Regions from separate parts of the Capsicum annuum genome. Here region 1 is linked to region 2. The links are chromatin contacts, called in public Hi-C maps. All regions are on one chromosome and are shown on one strand. Each heading gives the region's core, a stretch centred on a gene start, on an enhancer-like site or on the middle of the called end of the contact. The rest is flanking DNA. Distances are from core to core; before and after follow the strand shown. Region 1 holds the start of LOC107870272 (nudix hydrolase 3). Region 2 holds the start of LOC107853920 (60S ribosomal protein L2, mitochondrial).

Region 1 (3,844 bases), core at 439-2,938, 780 kb after region 2:
GCACCGTATTGGGGCGGGATGGATGAAGTGGAAGCTCTCGTCGGGGGTGCTGTGTGATAAGAAAGTGCCGCCTAAGCTTAAAGGCAAATTCTACAGGGCGGTAGTCCGTCCGGCCATGTTGTATGGAGCGGAGTGTTGGCCAGTGAAGAACTCCCACATCCAAAAGATGAGGGTGGCAGAAATGCGGATGTTGCGCTGGATGTGTGGGCTGACTAGAGGGGATAGAGTTCGGAATGAGAACATCCGGGAGAAGGTTGGTGTGACACCAGTGGAGTGCAAGATGCGGGAAGCCCGATTGAGATGGTTCGGACACGTGAAGAGGAGGGGCATGGATGCCCCGGTCCGTAGGTGTGAGAGGCTAGCGTTGGATGGCTTTAAGCGGGGTAGGGGTAGGCCGAAGAAGTACTGGGGTGAGGTGATTAGGCGAGACATGGAGCAGCTACAGCTCACCCAGGACATGACCCTAGATAGGAAGGTCTGGAGGACGCGAATCAGGGCAGAGGACTAGGGCCAGCCTGAGTCGCTAGTGTAGGAAACTACGTGGTGGGGGTTTATTCCTGTTAGGAGTCCGTGTCCCATGTTTTATTATGAATCTGTGTGTTTTCCTTTGTTTTAGATTACTTATGGGTGCCGTATTTATGTTATGTAATCTTGTAACCTTGTGCTGTGCTTTACTATGTGTTTGTGTGGTACCGCGTGTCTTGAGCCGGGGGTCTATCGGAAACAGCCTTTCTATTTCTTCAGAGGTAGAGGTATGGACTGCGTACATCCTACCCCCCCAGACCCCACCAGGTGGGAATACACTGGGTTTGTTGTTGTTGTTGTTGTTTATATATACATATATATATATATATGTATTATTAATTTATTATATATATAAAATAATATATATTATCAATATATTATATTAATTATACATACATTTTAGTAACCCTAATTCCAACTCCAAGACGCCTAAATCCCTATCAATATATTATATTAATTATATATACATTTTAGTAACCCTAATTCCAACTCCAAGGCGCCTAAATCCCTAAACAGTAAACATATTACCATTCACTAAGCAATTCGCGAGAAATTTATGAGTTTTGTGTTTGTTTTGTGGACAGGACTGTTTATGGAAATTTATATATAATGATCAATGTCGTTATGTATTATGTTAAGCTTATAATTATTTTATTTCATTTCATTCATGTTGAGTTACTTATAGTTATTTATATTTGGGAATGAAAAATAGATTTGGAAAAAATTATTTTTCTTAAAAAAATCATTAATTTTAAACGCTCAGTTATGAAAAAGAGAGGCTCTCTACTTTAATATTTCAAACCGAAATAAAAACTTGAAATAACCGAACCGAATTTGAAGAAACCGAACCAAACCGATTTTATTTCGATTTGGTTATGATTGTCATTTTTGTCAATCCGAAAATCGATAAACCGAACCTATATTAAACAATCAGATTGAACCGACCGAACGCCCACCCCTATTTAGATAAACACATAAATTAGATTAACTCTATTGAAACAAAACAAATATAAGTAAATTTATTGGATAATCTTTTTAAAGTGGAGTGGTTATATGACTAATTAATTCCAATTTAATTACGTACGTAGTGAATATGCTTATAAAAATCACATGTTCTGCATTGACATAAATATGCAAATGTTGACGAATTTGATTCATAAGCAGCTATTAAAAGAATTTTTTTTAATAGCGTGTATCTTCACTCCCCTTTTCTATATTAAAAAAAAATAAAAACCATTTACAAAAGATTCCCGAAGTTTAAATAATTTTTTATAATACTCACTACGTTTGCTTGTCCCGGTTTTCAGAGTTGTCGGGGCTTTTGAACAAACCCCATTACAGTCATTTATTGATTCAAGAAACAAAATCCTGGTTTGGTTTTTGAAAGTTGAACAATACTATCAATGGCTGCCCAGCATGATCAAGAAGAGTATTTTGATGTCCTTACAAAAACTGGAGAAAAAACTGGCATCTCTAAACCCAGGTGAACAACCCCACATCATCATATGGGTTAATTTTAAAATTCTTTTAACTGCATATGTTATTAGTTTTATTTTTTGATATATGTTTGATGATTGGAATTTTGATTGTAACAACAATGATTGAATCCAAATTTAGTGAAATGCCAGTCAGGTGACAACCCCTCATCAAAAGAAAAGAAAATATCATATGGGATAGGAAGAATTTTGATAAATTTTGTCTACTGTATTTTTTGTTAGTTTGATTCTTGGTATATGTTTGATGATTGGAATTTTGATTATAACAATTATGATTGAATCCAAATTTAGTGAAATGCCAGTCAGGTGACAACCCCTCATCAAGAGAAAAGAAAATATCGTATGGGATAGGAAGAATTTTGATCAATTTTAAATTTTTCTAACTGTACTTTTTGTTAGTTTTGATTCGTGGTGTAAGTTTGATGATTGGAATTTTGATTATGACAACTATTATTAAATCTAAACTAGTTGGGCTCGGCTATATGAATGGATAGAATTGTGAGATTCATTGTAAATTTACTTGTTCTACTCGTCCATCAACCTACTTATAGCTATTAAATTATGCTTGAATTAGCAATATGAGCAAGTTCACAAACACCATTTCTTCAGAGTTCTTGCCAATGGAATAAAGCTAATTATTTGATTTTTTTTACGCTTGAAAGTATTAAACTGGGTATGATGTTGTTGTTGAATGTATTGTAATATTTTTGGCAAATTAGTCTTCTCTCCTCCCCCTCTCTAGGAGCTTCCACTTTTTCTGCTTACTTGGTGACTTGAATCGACAACCTTAGAATTAGAGGGGGAGGGTGCTTACCATATGAGCAACCCTTCTTGTCTTGGGCAAGGTAGTCTTCTGTTTTTCCCTCCTTAGGAGCTCCGGTCTTTTTTGCTCCCTTGCTGACTCGAACCAATAACCTTATTGTTGGAGTTGGACGATGCTTACCATCCGAGCAACCCCTTTTGTCTTGGGCAAAGTGATCTGGTTGAAGCTTATGACTTTTGATTTTTTTTTTTCATTCTTTTTTCTCCCCCCCCCCCCCCCCCCCCCCCCCCCACTTGATTGGGAAGAGCAATGTAAAAATGTCAACATAAGTACTGGAGTACTTGAATTGTGTGTGTTTTTATTTTATTTAGGTAGTAGTTGTGAGAATATATGAGAAAAATATTATTGAATTGTTGTAACTACATTATTACACAGACCCTATTTATAGACACTATATTCTAATCTTTTTCCTAATAGGACAAGACATTACAATCCCTTTCCAAGGAGGATTCTATTTGCTATTCCTATTCCTACTCATATCCTAACACTCACCCTCAAACTGGTGCATAAAAGACATATGTACCAAGCTTGTTATGGATGTAATTAATATGATGATCGGTGAGGGACTTGGTGAAGATATCTTCAAGAAAACTGATAAGGACTGCTTTCTGGGAGACCTCAATTGAAACAAAACAAACTAAAAAAGTGATCCAAAAAGTAGTAAACATCGCCGGAAAGTCGATGTGTCGTTGGAAAATTGCCGGAAACTAGTATAATATATATGGGTCATCTCGAAATCAAGAGATGAGTAGATCTTTTACAAGATAGTCACCGAAGAACTGGCCAAAACATACTCACGCGCCGAATTATTAAATTTGATGGCTGAAAAGTGGTCACCATTGGGAAAAAATTATATGGGTAGGGTTGTTATGATGACACGACTCTACTGAGAAAGAGAATTATATGGGTAGGTCGGAATGGTGGCACGATCCTAGTGAAAAACAGAAATTATATGGGTAGAGTCGGAATGATGACACGGCCCTACTGAAAATAGAGGGTA
Region 2 (3,548 bases), core at 857-3,356:
TTTAAACTTGATTTGCTGATAATTATTGCTTCATCAAGAAAATGTAACATAGTCAAACCAGTATCCATCAAAACTAGCAAAAACAAAAGCTTACTGGGTGTTTCTCTAACGACCCTTGGAGTAACCATTAGTTTGAAACAAACTTGAAGCAACACAATTTCTCTCAAACCAAAAGACAGAAAAAACCTACATCACGCGTAAACAAGTTTCAAACTTGATTTTCTATTATTGTCTCCTCATAAACTTCATCAAGAAAATGTAACATAGATAAACAAGTATCCATCAAAACTAGCAAAAACAACAGCTTACTAGGTGTTCTCTTACCAACCCGATCCTTCGAGTAAACATAGTTTGAAACAGACCTGAAGTAACACAATTTCTAGCAAACCAAATGGCAGGAAAAAACCCCATCATTCCGAAACAAGTTTCAAACTTGATTTGCTGATAATTATTATATTCCCCATAAACTTCATCATGAAATATAATAATACCAGAATAGAGAAAGGAAACTACATTAAGCAAATGAAATGTAATCATCTTACCTATTTTCAGGTAAAAATTACAATGGAGTAATGTCGAGGCACTAGACATCCTCAAAACTTGCAAAAACAATAGCTTAATAGGTGTTCTCCTAATAAACCTTTGACTAACCATTAGATTGAAACGAACCTGAAGTAACACAATTTCTATCAAACCAAAAGGCACAAAAAACCTCCATAGTTTCTAAACAAGTTTCTAAATTCATTTGCTGAATATTATTGTCTCCTCATAAACTTCATTAAGAAAAAGTAACACAAACAAACAACGGCAGGGCAACACGGTGCACTAAAGCTCCCGTAGGACTACTTTTTCCTCTTAAGTGGCCCAGTTTTATACCCACTCTTAGTAGGTTTCCCCCAAGGTGTCAACGAAACCCTTCCATGACTTCCACTACTCTTACTCCTCCCTTCACCACCACCATGTGGATGATCAACAGGATTCATCGCCACCCCCCTAACTGTTGGTCTCCTTCCCAGCCACCTGCTCTGCCCCGCCTTCCTCAACTTCTTCGTCCCATGCTCTGGATTCGACACTTGTCCTATCGTCGCCCTACATTTAACATCAACCAATTTCTTCACACCTGATGGCAACTTCACTTCACAAAACTTTGTCGATGCACTTGGCTCCGTAAGTATTTTTGCAGATGTACCAGCTGCTCTAACCAACTTACCGCCTTGTCCGGGTCGGATCTCGATGTTGTGAATTAGGGTTCCGATTCTCATCATACCTAATGGCATACAACTTCCAATTTGGGAACTTATGTCCAGTGAAAATTGTTCCATCATTGATTCTAGTTCCTTTGATGGCTTCATTTTCGACACCATTGCTTCAAATGGACCTATAAATCACTCAATAAAACAACAGAAATTGGATTAAATTTACAAAAAAAACCACAAAACTGGTTTAAAATCTTCAAAAAAAAAAAATTGGGTTAAATTGCAAAATAACAACAAAAAGAGTCTTAAATTGTTAACAAAACAACAAAAATGGATTAAATTTACCAAAATAAAAAAACAAAAACCTGAGTTAATTGTTAAGAACAACAACAAAATTGGGTTAAATTTGTAAAGAAAACAAAAAAAATTGGTTTACATTGTTAAGAAAAACAACAAAACTTGTTGAAAAACAAAAGCAACAGAATTTGGGTTAAATTTTAGGGATTCTGTAGATATTGAAATGAATATAGGGAAAGAGAGAGTACTGGTAGAGAAAGAGCGACTGATGACATTGCGAAGTAGGGACGAAGAAGCCATTCTCGCTCTCCAAAGAGCCATTTTCTTTTTCCTTTTGGAATTCGTTTGTGTTCTTGGAGGGGCAGGGTTTAACGACAGTGACTACTCGGCTTTTCTTACTACAGTAGTTTTTTTTTTTTTTTTTTTTGTAGGGATTTGACTGTCCGGTTGGGAGTAGGGGATCAATTTGAGTTTTTATGTTCGTTCTTTATTTTTTTTATTTACATTTGTGAGTAACAATTAATAAGGATTTGCTTGACCATATGTATTGCAAGTAGATTTTGGAAAAAGTTTTGGTATTGACAATAAAAATTATCAACATAAGATCCCAAGTTTGATCAAGCAAATCACGGAAAATGAATCAACTTATCTATTATCTTTTTTTTTTTAAAAAAAAAAAGGAGGTAATTTTGAGAGAATGTGTAGTTTTAAGAATTATTTTAATATTTTAAAACTTATATTAAACTTTTATATTTTACAAAAAAATTCATCAATTATGGCTACAACTATAATTCTATCAATCAAATCTGTCATTAAACGTATTCTTATTAAAATTTTGTTCGAAATATAAAGATTATATTAAAGAATAATTTGTCACTATCATTGTTATTGTTTATTTTTTCGCGTCAATGAATCTTCATAACTAATAGTAATTTGACGAATTGTAATAACTAATAATTATTTTATTAGTAATTTTATTAAATTCATGTTATGATTTCTGGAGAATGTAATATAGTTCATTATAAAAATAATTACTTTGTGTCAAACTTATATGTATAAATCATATTTCATGTTTTTCTTTTTTTCCTTAAAAGGAATGAAATATGTTTCCCAAAAACAATGCCAAATACGTGTCAAAACTTGATCACAATATCTAAAAATTTATGATGAAACGCTAGCTAAGAATAGGGATGAATTATCTCCGGTAGTAATGGGTATACAAATGTCACTATTCGAGACTACCCCTAATCGTAACACGGTGCTTAAGGCTACAAGTGACTCCAAGCTAACTCATGAGCTGGCACATACTGTAAATATTGAAAAGTGTAACAAAATACTGTGCAGAAGTCATTTAATAAAATATTTGAATGTAAAAAAAACAACATCAAACGTACTGAAAATCAATACTGAAAACATAACAATTTGTCTGACCGTTTGAAAGCCTTTAAACATGATAAGTTGTTAGGACAGGTCCTCAACTAACTCTGACTACTGAAATCACATGAAATAAAGTACCGAGAAGCATAACAACTAATCTGACTAGTCCTCGACCGATGAGGACTCAACAATGCGACAACTGAATGATATAGGAAAAAACTAGGCACGATCTAGGAGCTGAGCATCCGAACTTATATTGTGAAATTAATATAGCGCAAAAGACAGTATGCGGTCAGTACTATGAATGTACTGGTATACAAGATAGGTACTAACTGATATACATATAAGTACTGAGTATGAATGCATGAATCATATAAAATGAATGCAAAACCAAGCATAAACATATACTGAAATGATCTGAATAACTGATATATGGATACTTAGTCATGCAAACCTGAATTGATGCAATCTAATTACTGAAACTGTGGGAGCTAACATTTAACTGACATGCCCCAATTTGAGCTAATCGGGGTCCAACCTATGACTCTGATTGGAAAAGTGTTGGTACCTTGCTAAGGATACTGACACTGGCTGTGTGAATCTATTAAACTAATGTCTCGAAGGACTAGGGTGTCATCCTCTGCTGGAAGGAGACCCTTATGAAAGTGTTAACCCTCT

What was found. A called contact is a pair of places that touch in the nucleus more often than the background predicts.
Region 1: a Hi-C map of leaf shows a contact between it and region 2, with 2.2 times the contacts expected there. The contact joins the promoter of LOC107870272 here to the promoter of LOC107853920 in region 2. A contact is called at or near these places in 2 of 5 Hi-C or Micro-C datasets (bud and leaf).

What each region holds. Positions count from the first base shown.
Region 1 is chr1:26,273,987-26,277,830 of UCD10Xv1.1, forward strand. LOC107870272 (nudix hydrolase 3) reads left to right here and starts at 1,689. Exons shown (of 21, transcript XM_016716744.2): 1 at 1,689-2,008. The coding sequence starts at 1,929.
Region 2 is chr1:25,491,715-25,495,262 of UCD10Xv1.1, forward strand. LOC107853920 (60S ribosomal protein L2, mitochondrial) reads right to left here and starts at 2,107. Exons shown (of 2, transcript XM_047395521.1): 1 at 1,742-2,107; 2 at 497-1,378. The coding sequence starts at 1,814. The coding sequence ends at 843.